Regions from separate parts of the Mus musculus genome. Here regions 1 and 2 are each linked to region 3. A link is a contact called in public HiChIP or PLAC-seq data. All regions are on one chromosome and are shown on one strand. The core of a region is the stretch at or near the end of the contact, and the rest is flanking DNA. Distances in the headings are between cores, read along the strand shown. Region 1 has its middle 55 kb from the start of Gm52391. Region 2 overlaps Tcf7l2 (transcription factor 7 like 2, T cell specific, HMG box). Region 3 overlaps Vti1a (vesicle transport through interaction with t-SNAREs 1A).

What was found. HiChIP or PLAC-seq counts read pairs in DNA pulled down with a chosen protein or histone mark.
Region 1: a FOXA1 HiChIP or PLAC-seq map of pancreatic cancer cells shows a contact between it and region 3. The contact joins two enhancer-like sites. A contact is called at or near these places in 3 of 115 datasets of contacts at active chromatin or transcription factors (embryonic basal ganglia, embryonic stem cells and pancreatic cancer cells) and 1 of 9 other capture datasets (embryonic stem cells).
Region 2: a FOXA1 HiChIP or PLAC-seq map of pancreatic cancer cells shows a contact between it and region 3. The contact joins two enhancer-like sites. A contact is called at or near these places in 3 of 484 Hi-C or Micro-C datasets (bone marrow-derived macrophages, epidermal suprabasal cells and nephron progenitors), 3 of 115 datasets of contacts at active chromatin or transcription factors (extraembryonic endoderm stem cells, kidney and pancreatic cancer cells) and 1 of 9 other capture datasets (embryonic stem cells).

Annotation. Positions count from the first base shown.
Region 1 is chr19:55,990,993-55,995,088 of GRCm38.p6, reverse strand. No RefSeq gene overlaps it. Among named protein-coding and RNA genes, the nearest start is that of Gm52391, 55 kb to the right of the region's middle. Within about 2 kb of position 2,753, at least 32 of the 459 cell types and tissues checked have an H3K27ac peak or open chromatin away from gene starts, as enhancers often do. A contact at or near this core is called in pancreatic cancer cells, where this site is marked.
Region 2 is chr19:55,861,138-55,865,845 of GRCm38.p6, reverse strand. All of the region lies in intron 5 of Tcf7l2 (transcription factor 7 like 2, T cell specific, HMG box), which reads right to left. Among named protein-coding and RNA genes, the nearest start is that of Gm52391, 75 kb to the left of the region's middle. Within about 2 kb of position 3,100, at least 41 of the 459 cell types and tissues checked have an H3K27ac peak or open chromatin away from gene starts, as enhancers often do. A contact at or near this core is called in pancreatic cancer cells, where this site is marked.
Region 3 is chr19:55,567,557-55,571,880 of GRCm38.p6, reverse strand. All of the region lies in intron 7 of Vti1a (vesicle transport through interaction with t-SNAREs 1A), which reads right to left. Among named protein-coding and RNA genes, the nearest start is that of Gm41871, 130 kb to the left of the region's middle. Within about 2 kb of position 1,295, at least 63 of the 459 cell types and tissues checked have an H3K27ac peak or open chromatin away from gene starts, as enhancers often do. A contact at or near this core is called in pancreatic cancer cells, where this site is marked.

The DNA of each region.
Region 1 (4,096 bases), core at 1,504-4,003, 420 kb before region 3:
AGGAGAAGGAAATTAGCAGTAACTACAGGTATGTGCTCTCTTCACTTTTCAGTCCTCAATATAACCCTTCCGGGTAGGAAACACCCCATACGACACCTGAGATTAGAGAAATGAAGTCACTTAGCCTAAATCACACAACTGGTAAACAACAGAAACAGATGTAGATAGAAATAACATCCCTCTTCAGATTGTTTCCCACTGGAGCTTGTGAGCCAGAGGATATCCATGCTCCTGCCCCCTCCCCACAATGTAATGAGCACTGGACCAGCATCCGTGAAGAAGGACAACACAGAGAGAGTGGTCGGTTCTGCAGGACCAGAAGGGAGAAGGAAAGAGGCCTCCTGAAGGAGGTGACAAGTGACCTGAGTGACAAGAGGGATTCCTAATGATCAATTCGCTTGTAGGTTCTCCTCCCCCACTGAACTGTGAGCTTCTTAGGGGGATCATCTGTTGTTTGTGTTTCTCTCCTCAGTTCCTCACATGGTGCTGGGTATGCAGCAGGTGTTCAGTAAATATTTGGTGAATAAATGAGCAAGTCAAGCCGAGAGCAGCGCAGGTAAGCATACAGAGACCTATGGGCTTGCTGAGCGCTGGAGGAAGGGCAGATAGACATGGGGTGAAAGGGGACGGTGGGCAGACAGGTCTCTTCCATTTTGCTCCCTGCACGGAGCCGTTGCATCAGCCCCTACTGTGCTCCGAGGTAAGGTGTAGGGTTTTAGAAGCTACAGGGCAGGGTCTCCAAGACCTGTGCTCATCTGTCAAACTCAAGACTCTTTCAAGATAGGACAAGTTTCTAATGGGGTCAGAAAAGTGAGATGAAGTAACTTAGCTCTGGTTCGTATGTGAAGAAGGAACGTTGGGAATTCTTTTTACTTTTTAAATACTGCACTGTCCTAATGTGTGGAAGGATTCAAGCCCTGAAAGCTACCAGTAGCCACCACAGAGAGAAAGCTGGGGAGCTTTTTGTCTCCTGACAGAAGGATGAATTAGGTGCAGACTCTAGAAGGAGCTACCAATCGATGACAGTAGACTCCGGGGACAGAGCAACACATTAAACTACACAATTGGCATGTTATCAGTAAAAATCCTGACTATGGGACAGTCTGAGACAAAGGTCTCAAACACTTTAGATGGCTTTCAAAGGAGAGCGGGTAGGATATCTCAAGGTGAAAAGACTCGGAGGAACAGTTCAACCTTTGCCATGTTTCCTGGGGTGGTTAGCCTGGCATGCAGAACCTCGGGGAGATGGGCCTCTGGGCCATGCCTGGAGGGCATTGTCTTGAGTACATTGACTGATGTGGGAAGATCCACTGTAACTGTGGACAGGATCACTCCCTGGGCAAGAGATGCTGGTCTGTGAAATGGAGAGTACAGGTAAGCATGGCTCTCCTCTGACCACAGACACAGTGACAGGCTGCTTCGAGCTCCAGCTTCTATGACTTCCCCACCATGTACCTTGAACTGTAAGCTGAGAAACACTTCTTCCTTAACATGTTTCTGTCAGAGTATTTACCATAGCAACGGGAAAAGAAGTTAAGACATCTACCTCATTGGAATCCTGACTCAAACAACTCTGTGTGTGTGTGTGTGTGTGTGTGTGTGTGTGTGTGTGTGTGTGTGTGTAAAAGACAGGTGGCAATGTGAACAACGTATATTGAATGCCATTGATAAATTATTGTTAAGTGTTTATGGTGTGAATAATCTTTTCTTAGGAGAGCCCTTGTTCTTTTTGGGAGTTCACACTGCAATTCAAACGAGATGGTGCTGACTCAAGGGAAGAGTGAAGCTACGGCTCGGTGTAAGACTGGCTCAAGGCCACGAGCTTGAAACCCTGACTATTCTCCATCTTATTCGTCACGGACAGTCAGTCGTATTGGGGTGTGACTTGGGAACCATGCAGCCTGCCTGAAGCATGTCTGCCATCAGCACGGCCTCGTTTTAATTACCCCTTCCTTAGACCCCATGTCCCTTAGTCATAATGCCCCATTGTACTCTGCTCTCTTCTGCAGCCCTAAAACTACTAGTGCATATTCTACCTCTGTGGATCTGTTTATTCTGGGCATTTCACCTCAATGAAATTACATAATGTGACTGGCGCCTTTTACTTAGCAGCCACGTTGCTGCCTACGCCAACACGTGGGTACTTTTTATGGCTTAATATTCTCTTTTATGACAGTTTTATTCATTGGCTGTGGGTTGTTTCTACTTTGGGGCATTTTAAGTGGAACTGTAATGAACAATAGTGTAAGCTTTTGTGTGCAAATGTCGTCATTTCTCTTGCCTGTATGCCTAGGAGTGCAGTTGTTAAATCATATGGTGACTCTATGTTTACCCATTTAAGAAACCAACAGTCTGTCTTTCTGAAAGAGGTATACCATTTCACATCCCACCAGCAACATCCTGTCTATTTTCAGACGTTCGAACTGTTCCACAATAAATTTTTTAAAAAATGCAAAAACCTGTCTGCATAGGCTAAAAGCCACCCACGCACAATCACGAAGTTGGCAACCGCGATTTGTTTTCTGTGTCACGTCTGCTGACATGGCCACCATGAGATAAGATCACAGCACCTTGCCATTTGCTGTCCCTTCCTGTGTTTTTAGATTTTTAGGTACATATCTTCTCCATTTCTTTTGGGAGGGTGAAAATCCTTGAGGAAAAAAACCCAAATGAGTCAGGTTACATGGTTCCCAGGCCAGAAGGAATGGGAGCCCCATTCTGCCCTGCCGCCCGCTCAGTAAAATGCCTGCGTGATGACTGTCCACCGTAATTACATAAAATGAAAGCCACAAAGGAAATAATTGCCGTAGGAAGGAGGAGAAAGGAGAGAGTCTTCAGAACCCAAGGTTAAATGCCGGGGCGTAAAGAGATGTAAACAAGCGAATTCTTTCAGCAGGACAATTTGGGAAGTAATGGCGCACAGAGCCACGATCTGCAGGGGACAGCGGGCACTTGGCTGCATTATTCTGTCCTAGGGTTCCATTTTCTCCTGTCAAGAGGCTTTGACTGAAGTCACAATTGTCTTCCAGTGAAAGGCTGAAATGCCACGTGGATGACTTGAGTGATGGGTCCTAACATCTTGGCTGCTCAAGAAAAAAACATGCTAATGGATTTATGCACTGAGTAAGATAAAAGGGAGGAGGAGGAGGCCCCACCCAGCCGCTGCAGCCGCATGGCACTGATGCCTTTTGGGATATTGCTAGAGAACTGAGCCTCTGTCAGAAATAAATTAATAAATACCCACCCTGCTCCCCTGTGTACCTGGTAAGAGAAACCTGGGCTCCTGGCCTTCACAAATAGCCTAGGCTGAGCTCTGGATCTCAGTTCCTCTCATTTCCTACCCAACTACATCTCTCACCTGACTTCCCCAGCAGCCCCCACTCTCAGACAGGCTAAGCATCTGGGGAGATCTCTAGGCCTACCAGATAAAACGGTCTGTTGTCATAGGAATTTACTAGCTTGATAGGATGCTCACATGGGCCCTGTCATGGGATAGCCAGGCAGGAGAAACTTCACGGGGTGTGTGTGGGGATAGCCCCAGAATATTCCTGATCTATGATGTGCCTGATTCAGTGAAGACCCTGAAGACTGAAGGTAGTAAGCTCTAACCACAGCTCGTGTGCTCAGCTGCGAAGACGGAAAGACCTGAGATTTTTATATCTTAGTGTTTTAGGAGATTGTGACAAAGAAACTCTTAGGAGTTTCTTTGGAAGGTAATGAGAGTGTACACTATGGGTTAAATTTTTATTGTCTGTGGCTATCACCAATGGGGAATAGGATCATGGTCCCTGGGGATAATATAACCCATCCCCTTTATACAGTTGAGGAAGGTAAAGGCCAGAAAGTGGATGAGACCTCTTACAGTTAGGAGAGCTAATCTCACTTCCATGCCACAGCCTAGGAAAAAGCCCCACTCAGAACAGCGAAAGGACCTGGAACTGGAAGCCCTCTCTTGACTGATGAATCACCACCTCCACTGGTCCACGCCCAGCTTCTCTCTGGCCCATCCTTTCCCATGCCCCCTCCCAACCTTGGCCACCACCTAGAGCAGGCTGCCACCCTCAGCTCAAACTCTGAGCTGTATTGCAATATCTCC
Region 2 (4,708 bases), core at 1,851-4,350, 290 kb before region 3:
TTAGTCATATTTACTCAACCCATCTATCTACAGGATTCTCTCAATTGAGGAAGAGATAGATGGCAAAGGTTAAGACCTCAACCCAGTAACAAGGAGGAGGCCAAGTGTGCTGATCGCAGATGAGGTGGAAGATCTCCTAAGTGGGGCACTTACTGCAGAATCAAAGTGTCTCCCAGCTCCCAAGAATGCATGGTGGCAAACGGGACCAAAGGTGCTCTCCTTCTAGTAGGTCGGAATACACGAGACCGTGAATAAGAGCACAATTGTTATGGGCCACATTTTATGGTGTCCTCTCTCTAGCAGTGTGATCTTAAGTGGCCTCATGACTCAGCTCTGTTGAGCACACCAGCTCTCTCACCATGCACTGGTTGTGTGTATCGCCAATGGGATAGGGAAACTGAGGCAGAGAGCAGCTTGGTAACACACTCGTTTGTGCCATCTTTGTGTCTGGCCTATTCACAATCTGTGGGTTTATTCTTCATCTGGAAATGTGGTTTTCTGGTCCTCCCTGGGAGATGTTTTCTGTCCTGAGGACAAGCAGAAGAATGTTCAAGGTCACTGGCGCCAGGATTCTAATCAGCTCCTGCAAATCTTGAGCTATAAGGAAGAGAGAGACCCAGTCTTTCTGTTTCCATTTCCTTATATCAAATAGGGCACCTGGTTCTCCTTTATCCATGTCTCAACTCTGACCAAAGGTTAACTAGTTACCTTGTGCAAAAGCCTGGTGGGCTAGCCTTATCTGCCAGATCTGGTGGGGTAGCCTTATACTCCATAGTCAGAATGAACTGATATGGTTTGAAAAAGCTGGTCTGCCAGAATCTGCTAAGAAAAGCTCTCACCAGGACACAGCCACTGCAGAGTGGGGACCACAAAGCCCTGCCATGCTGAAGCCAGTTACACACCTACACATACCACACATACACACACACACACACCAGGTAATCACAGTGTAAGGATGGTCCAATCACAGGCACAGCAGAGGCAAGGTAGCAGAAGAAGTGCAAAACACCCCAGAAAAACATCTGCTTTAGCCCCACTTGGATGAAGGGTAATGGGTTGGACCACTGACATTCCAAAGAACACCACCTTAGGATCTTAGTAACGCACGCTATAACAAAGAAAAGCATCCCATGGCGTCATGGCAGGTGAGAAGGAAGCACAAAGCCACGTTAATGCCAATATTAATGCTTTTAAAGTTTATGAACATGAATGGATAACTCATCAGAAAGGAGATGGCCAACAGTTCACGCAAAGGTCTGGGCGTGACTTGCCTTCGCCACGGTTCTCTACATCTCTCTGGTTCTCCTAAGTGGCTGTTTACTGTTTCTGAAGTGGAACAAGGGTTTAAACATGATCTCTTCCACAGTATCCCTCTCTAGAGGGAATCCGCGTGCATGCTCCATATCCACTGGAGAAACCCTGTTTCCTAAAAAACAGCATCCTCTAGCATACAGCAGACACTCAGCACCTAGTAGGGACACAATCATTGGTTTAAAAGACTACACTAATTGGCTTGTGAATATTCATGAAAACCAAAACATCATCTTCTATCTAAATCTAAGAGTTACTTTAATTTTTTTTTTTTTAAAGTCTGCATTGATGTTTGCTTTCCTGAAGATAAAAGAATGTTCTGGGCATTCTTTATTCTTGGGACTACTAATTTGAAGAGAGCTGTCACGCGGGAGCATGGAGTCGTGTGGGGTATTGACATGGCATTGAATTATTTAAAGGAAATTAACAATGCTTCCTGTCCTTGGAGAACAACATCTGTGAGAAGAGTCATTGGGCTGTGCTTGCCTCTGCTAGTCAGGGATCTTGTGCGGGGCGGGAGGCCTTCCTCAGCACCCTGAATTTGAAAAGAAAATCTATACTATAGACTGCTAATTGCTAGTAGCAATGGCAAAGTTGAGGTGATAGCTTCCCTTCCAGCAGGAGCCATAAAGAGCCCAGGAAATTACTTTCTAGGTTCAAGTTTAATGGAATAGTGTGCGTTCTCGCGTGTGACGCTGAGTCACGTGGCCTTTACGGGCCAGCTGGGCATCAAGCATTCACTTGAGCGCCAGCCCCACCCTCTTCTTGTAAAGTGGTGACTTTATGGCTCTGATTTCCCTAGCGGTGGTCAGCACGGCCAGACAGTATGGCACCTGGAATGAGAATAACCCGAGGAGAATTCAGGGATGGAGGTGGATGCGTGGGCCCTGCCCTCATGAGAGGTAAACTTTGGATGGGCGGCTTCAGTTCAGAGCTGGCTTGCTTCATACCGTCATTCTGCTCCAAGACCTACCTCCAGATACCAGGGCTCCCCAACCTTTTGTAAGGAGTGGCTGCTTTTCGTGTCCCTGAAGACTTGCGTGCTGACAGTGAAGTCTGAGGGGGTGTAGAAGTGCGGACAGGCATGGCCCTGAGTGCAGCAAGGGAGGGGGCTCTGCTGCCAGGAAGAAAGGGGGACAGGGTGAGGCTTGAGGAGAGAGGGCCGAGTCACCAAGGCATACCCAGAATTCTCCACACCTCCCTGCCATGCAGATGGGGTCCCTGAGGGACATCTCAAACGCGACTTCCTCATGCAGAGTTCCTACGATGCCCCTTCCCGCCATCCCCATCCCTAACCACACCGTTCCCCCGATGAATATGGTTGCTCCTTCTTCTAAGCAACCAGCCAGCCACTTATCTGTGCCTTCTCTCAACTTACCTTACTGAAGCTTCTATTAGGATAAACTTAACGGGGTTGCTGGTGTTTACACCTCACAGAAACATACCTATGTATGACTGCCCTCACCCTTGAGCTGTCGGGGCTCCAGTCTTAACCTCCACGCCCCCCTTGGCTCCCTTAGACTATAGCCTTCTGAGAGAAGCCACAATAGCGACTTCATGGATCATGCCGTGCACACCCCATGTGTTCTCGAAGCATGCTCAAAGGAGGTTTGCTCAACAGGTATCTGATCCCAAAAGTGTCAGGGTAAGAACTGCCTTCTCCATCCAGGCCCCTAGAAAGGGCTGAGCTGGCTACTCCTTTAATTCTCACAACCTCCACAGGAAGTAAGAGTGTTCTGCCTATTTCACAGAGGAGGAAGCTGACTCAGAGACGTTAAGGAGCATGCCCAAGGTCACACAGCTAGTAAACGGTAGAGGGACAGAATGGACTGTTTAGTCAACTCTGGCAAATGGCTGCTGTGTAGACCTACACACCTAGTCAGAGGTTCCATACAGCCCCATTAACAGGGTAGAGAATTTAGAGGGAGTATTTAGAGGTGTGAAGAACAGTTTAGAGGTTCAGAGTGGGCTACTTCAAAAGGACAAAAGACATTCCAACTTTCTCAAGCTTGGCTGTTGGTCGGCTGGTACTCCTGGGGATTGAACCCAGGGACCTGTACATGCTAAGCAAGAGCTCTGCCCCTGGGGTATATCCCCAGCATGAGAGGGAACAAGAGAAGGAAGAAGGTGACTGTATCTTTTAACAATCCTGCAAAAGATGGACTGGGTAGACTTGTCCACCCCAGATGACTATGGATAATTCTGAAAGGTAAATCAAGAAAAACAAAGGAGAGATCGAGAAGCCACAACCCTAGAGCGGCCTACATGGCCATCGGAACACCATCCTTCCCTGTGTTCTGTTGGGTATAATAACCATCCACAGGCAAACGGAGCTTCCCAGGTGACAAAGGGCAGCCAACTGCTGGAAGCTTGGGGGCCTGTCTAGGAAAGGCAGCTAAGGGCCAGCAAGGGCACTGGCTTGCTACTATGCAGTAAGTATGTGTGCATCTGGAAGTAGGACCTTCACAGTACTCACTGGTAAACAGTGAATCATAGACGTTTCAGCTGGCCTGGAGGATCAGCCCGGCTTTAGTGACAGTGCTTGCATTTAGCTTTGTCAACAGCCCTGCCCCACCTGAGTGCTGCATTCAAGGGAAGCACAAGGAACAGCACCAGTTGTTTTGGGAGGAGCCCAGCAACATGAGGGCTTACAGCTTATCTCCCCACTTTGTTGGACTAACAAAGCTACTATCACAAGAAGCAAGACTCCCAGGAGCAAGTGGCTGGGGAAGGGAGCTTGGAGCTATTCAGTGAGCAAGGGCTGCCTTTAAGTACAGTCTCTGTTACATTCTGTAGAAGCTTACTCCTTACCTATCCACTTACAGGGCCTGTACTACACCACACACAGAGAGAAACACACACACACACAGTGTGTGTGTGCATTCACATGCTTACAACCCTGGATATCTTTCCTTCCATGCTTAGGAGCTAGGGAACCTCGGAGCCAAATTTGGCAGTCACGTTCCTTCTGTTTGATGAGGGAACTGCTTTGAACTTGAAGGGCTCACCTTACCCTACTTTACCTAATAGGCTTACCCCAGCTTCTCCTTGTAAGGTCTTTAAGATATTCGTTTCTAGTATTTCCATAGAATAGAAGAACTTATAAACCCCGTAAAAATTTTAGGAGATAGACATCTTATAAAACTTTGGACATAGACATGGATATAAAGGGAAGGGAGGGTTTTGTAGGTGAGGGCCACGAAGCTCAAGCAGGCACTAAGAACGATGGAGTGGGAGCAGCAGAGTTCTGAGCTCCATAGCCTTTTCTGGGTTTCCCAGCAATAAAATCTTAAATTATTTAGGAGACACTGACCTGACTCTATGACGCTATCAGCTTAGCTAAGTGGAGTGTGCTGCTTCCCCCAGCTTGAGGAGTAGGCAGGTTTTTTTAGGTATA
Region 3 (4,324 bases), core at 46-2,545:
AGCTTGCATCTCTCCCATGGCTTCCACACATTCCCGTCAAGGGCTAAGCACTGCTCAGTGCATGCAGGTGGGTTCAGGTGGCCCCTGCCAGGTGATGGCTTCACTTGCAATCCTGATGAGACAATGGTTAGAAGAGAGACACTCTTAGCAGAAACTGACTGCAAACCCTGATGTGAACTATGCATTCCTTTCAGCAGTAAGCTGAGTCAGCACTGTATATCAAGAGGGGAAACTACCAACTTACGGCGCGGCCTGCCCCTAGGCTGGAGGCTCCCTGGATCGGATGGGTGTATTAAGTACATTTTGATTTGTGATATTTTCACATTACGAAGGGCCTCAGTTGAGGAGCATTTGCACGGTGGAATGTGGTGTGCGAGTTTTGACAGGCTTGGCCTGCTCCATCTTCAACTTCTCTTTTCAAGGAATGCAGCTTTTCTGAGTCATGTGACTACAGAGCAAAATGTGTTGGTGAGAAGCTGTGGAGGTGGCAGCACCTGGTGGCCCTTGTGACAAATCTGCAGACAGGCCCGTGGACCTCTGCCTGTGTGTCTGCCTAAGAGTTCCTTGCTTGCTTCCTACACGACTTAGAACTGGATCAGAAGTGCCACACTGTTCTCGGGCCATCAATTAGTAGTATTTAGTTTAAAAAAAATAAAGCCAGGCAGACTTATACCACCAGAAAATGAGTCAACTTTGGCCATTTTATGCAACAGTCAAGACTGGTCTTTGTAGTAATTGGGTCACACGGAAGTTGAGTGAGTTAACTCTAACTCCAAGGCTAGGGATATATTTAAAGCACATAAGATAAAAGCATTTCCTAAAATATATTCCCCTGGCAGAGACAGACTGATATCAACAGTTCAGTTTTTCCACCCCTCTCCAAGTGCATTTACTTCACCAAGGTGCCTCAGAAGAAGCAGGCGTCCTTTGTGGGTGATGTCCCTGTGCACCGTCACCCAGGCTACTTGTTCTCAGGACAAGAAACAAAGCTTAGTGAGCAGTGAGAGCGTCCCTGCGTCTCTGCCATGGACCATGAGTTTGAAGAAATCCAGGTTGGCTCAGGGAACACACACACACACGCTAACCAGCACTCCTGTAAGTGAGTGAGTCACCCACTGTACAAATGAAACAGAACTGATGGAAAGAGCTTTTATTGCCCTCCACTGAGAAACTAACCACCTGAGACAAAAGGGCTCAGCCTCTCTGGCAGCCAGTCTTCTCCAAGCAAAGTTCTCATGCAACCCTGAAGGGAATTACTGGATGACTAAGCTACACGGTGCATGCGGATGTGCCATGGGAAGGACCTGTGTGGGTGATGTTGCCCCAAGGCAGACATGTCAGCTGTCTGCAGTGGAAGGGTACTTTGGAAGAGATCCTAGCATAGAGTCTACCTCAGTTAGCCTGGTGGCCTTCAATAAGTCCCTTGTTCTTCTTTGGCCTCAGTTTCTCAACATATGAAATGAGGCACGGGGGCATGTTATTCTCCTTAGGTCCCCTCTTGTTGTCTTGGCCTATCACATCCTCTACATAGGAAGGTATTGGTTCAGGGAAACTGCAGTCTGGGTACTGGAGAGCCACTGTGCCTGCATTTCCTAGGAGCTTCTCAAAGAGCAGCCTGGTGAAACGGTGAGGTCGACGGACACCACACAGGGGGTCCTGTGCGCCTGTGTAGGTGGCAGTGCCTGAGCTCAGCTACTCCGTAGGAACCCAGGTTCTCATGTACTCTTTTTTTGAAGCACTTCCTCTCAGCTAACCCAGGCCTCTAAGGAGGAACAAAGAACAATCAGGCCCAACCCAAGGCTGCCGTGACCGATATTTATTTTGATCCCTGACTAATAGTCTCTAGTTTTATTCTAGGTGTCACAAGAGAAAAGGAGAACAAGGCAACTACAGCTAGCAAAGTTTCTGTGGTAAATGACAAAGCAGCGGCCCTCGGGGCCCCGCACACAAGGTGAGGACCGTCCGAGAGTGTTTCTGAGCATTTTCCTTTCAGGGGAGCTTTGGAGGCCAGGAAGCATCCCAGGAAGGAGGCTGGAGGAGGACGCGGACGGACTTCTCTGTATTAGTGAGTCAAGTGCAGACTGTCTGTCTTGATTCAAGCTTGGACTCGGCCCCTTGGTGGCTCTGTGGTCAGGCAGCCCAGATGGCCATGAAACTCTCCGACTGTTCAGATATAAAATGAAATAGCACCAGAGGGGTCGTGTGTGTGGGGGGGGGGGGGTCAAAGGAGATAAGCAATGTAAACGTGTTGTCGCAGGGACTCAGTCTTGCTAAGAATGGGACTATTATGATTAATGCATTTTTATCATGCAACCTTCTATTTCAGGACTATGAGAAAGTGACCCCTTGGTTTCTTTAGTAGGAAAGTCGAGCACAGCCGAGGTCAGAGCCATCACTCATGAGAGCAGTGACTGCTGACTTTCTGAATTTTCCTTTCCCCAGGACACTTTTCCATTATAAAATGAGAAGCCAAGTCACACTTGCTCCGTGACTGTTGGCTGGGAGGTGAGGGTTGGGCTTATCAGTTCACACTCTGTAGTGTGAAAAATCCCTTTCCTATCACGGCTCTGCCACTTCCCTTATCCTGTCTTTCTTGGGGAACAAGGGGGCTTGCAAGATGCTTTACCTCCTGTTTGGTAAACACGCTTGTTCTGAGTGAGACAGTTCCGCCCGTGTGTGCAGCAGGGGCTTGCAGACATGGAGGGCTTATCAGACAGAAAGCCATTCTTCTGCAGGTGACAATGTACTGAAAGCAGAACCTGGCTGGCCAGCCCCATCTTGTGAGGAGCGTCCCACCATTTCCAAACCATGACTCTTAGCCAGTCTAGAATAAAACTAGGAGGTTTTTACTGTATTTTCTGGATGTTGGGGACAGACAGAGGCCTATGCCCAACTGTAGGTTCTCCCCCATTCTTTTTCATTACCTCTGGTGGGTGGTGGGCTAGAAGGGAGGTTAAAGTGTATAAGAACCATCATTAAAAGTAGGATTTGAAAAAAAATTAAAGTTATACTCTGGCACTATGTTCATTTGCTTATATATTTTTGTAAACCTTGTGAAAATAAGATCTATCAGCTGCAAGGTCTTAATATGTTGACCCCTCCCACCACCCTACCGCCGCCGCTGCCGCCACCCCAACCCTCCATGAAGTCTCTGCTTTATGTTGTTAGGATTGTTGTGTCTGTTGTGGTCTTCCTGGGAACCCGGGTAAGGGGAAATGAAGGTAGGGTAGTCAGTTTTGGATACAGTGGGAATCCTGGTATGCATAGCTTTTGGGAAAACACTGCTAGCCATCTTGGGTTGGAAGTGGTTACCCACTGTGATGTCTGGCACAGCTGGAAAGCAGGCACCGGACCTATGTGGGGAGAGCAGGAAGAGCAAGTGCTTGAGGCAGCCACGAGGAGGTCTGTGACTAAAACCCTGGCTCCGTGCTTAGCAATGGAAAGGAAGGCCAAGAAGTCTCACCTGATGGCAAAACCATAGCAATTCCCACTTGACAGCATCAGGTACCCCACGGTCCGAAAGCATTAAATGGAAGATCCCAGAAATAAACAACCTGTGAGCTTTAAATACTATGATAATGTAATGTTTAAGTGTCTGTTTAATACTATGATAGTGTGTGTAATGTTGTAACTGTTTAAATACTATGATAATGTAATGTTGTAACTGTCTGTTTAAATACTATGCTAGTGTAATGTTGTAACTGTTTTTTTTTTTTTAATCATGCTGCTTACCTACTGTGTCTGGTTTATAAATTAAGCTTTTATCATAGGATCATAGGAAAGAAGTAGAGAGCACACAGGGTTTGGTTCCACTGGGACCTTGGGCCATAGCCCCTGATGGCCTCTGGAGACTCTTGTACTATCTGGGAATGCAATGTGAAAGAAGCTGTAGAAATGCTCTGGTGGGTGGCATGCCAGAGGAAAAAGGGAAACATTACCCTTTCCTAGTCATAAACAGATCACAAAATAGTTATATGAAAACAATAGCCAGAACTATGTAGTTAAAACAGAGAAAAACAACAGTATGTATCTATCAGTTAATAAAACCATGTAGCTTTCTGGAAGTCCTGGTATTTGTGACACCTATCTCTCCATAGTACTTTATCTCTTGACCTAAACAAACAGTAAGTTCTACAACTGAGTTTGAACTTAACCTTTTTCGGGGACCCCAACATTTCCAGTGTCAGGTTTACAGGACTCAGGTCTGTCCCTGGAAAGCTCAGGTTTCTTCAGGGAGAAGCGAGGCTGCTTACACTTACACAGAGAATACACAAAGTGCCACGTGGCTCCTCCTTGTTGCTGGGTTACAGGAAGATTCCTGTAG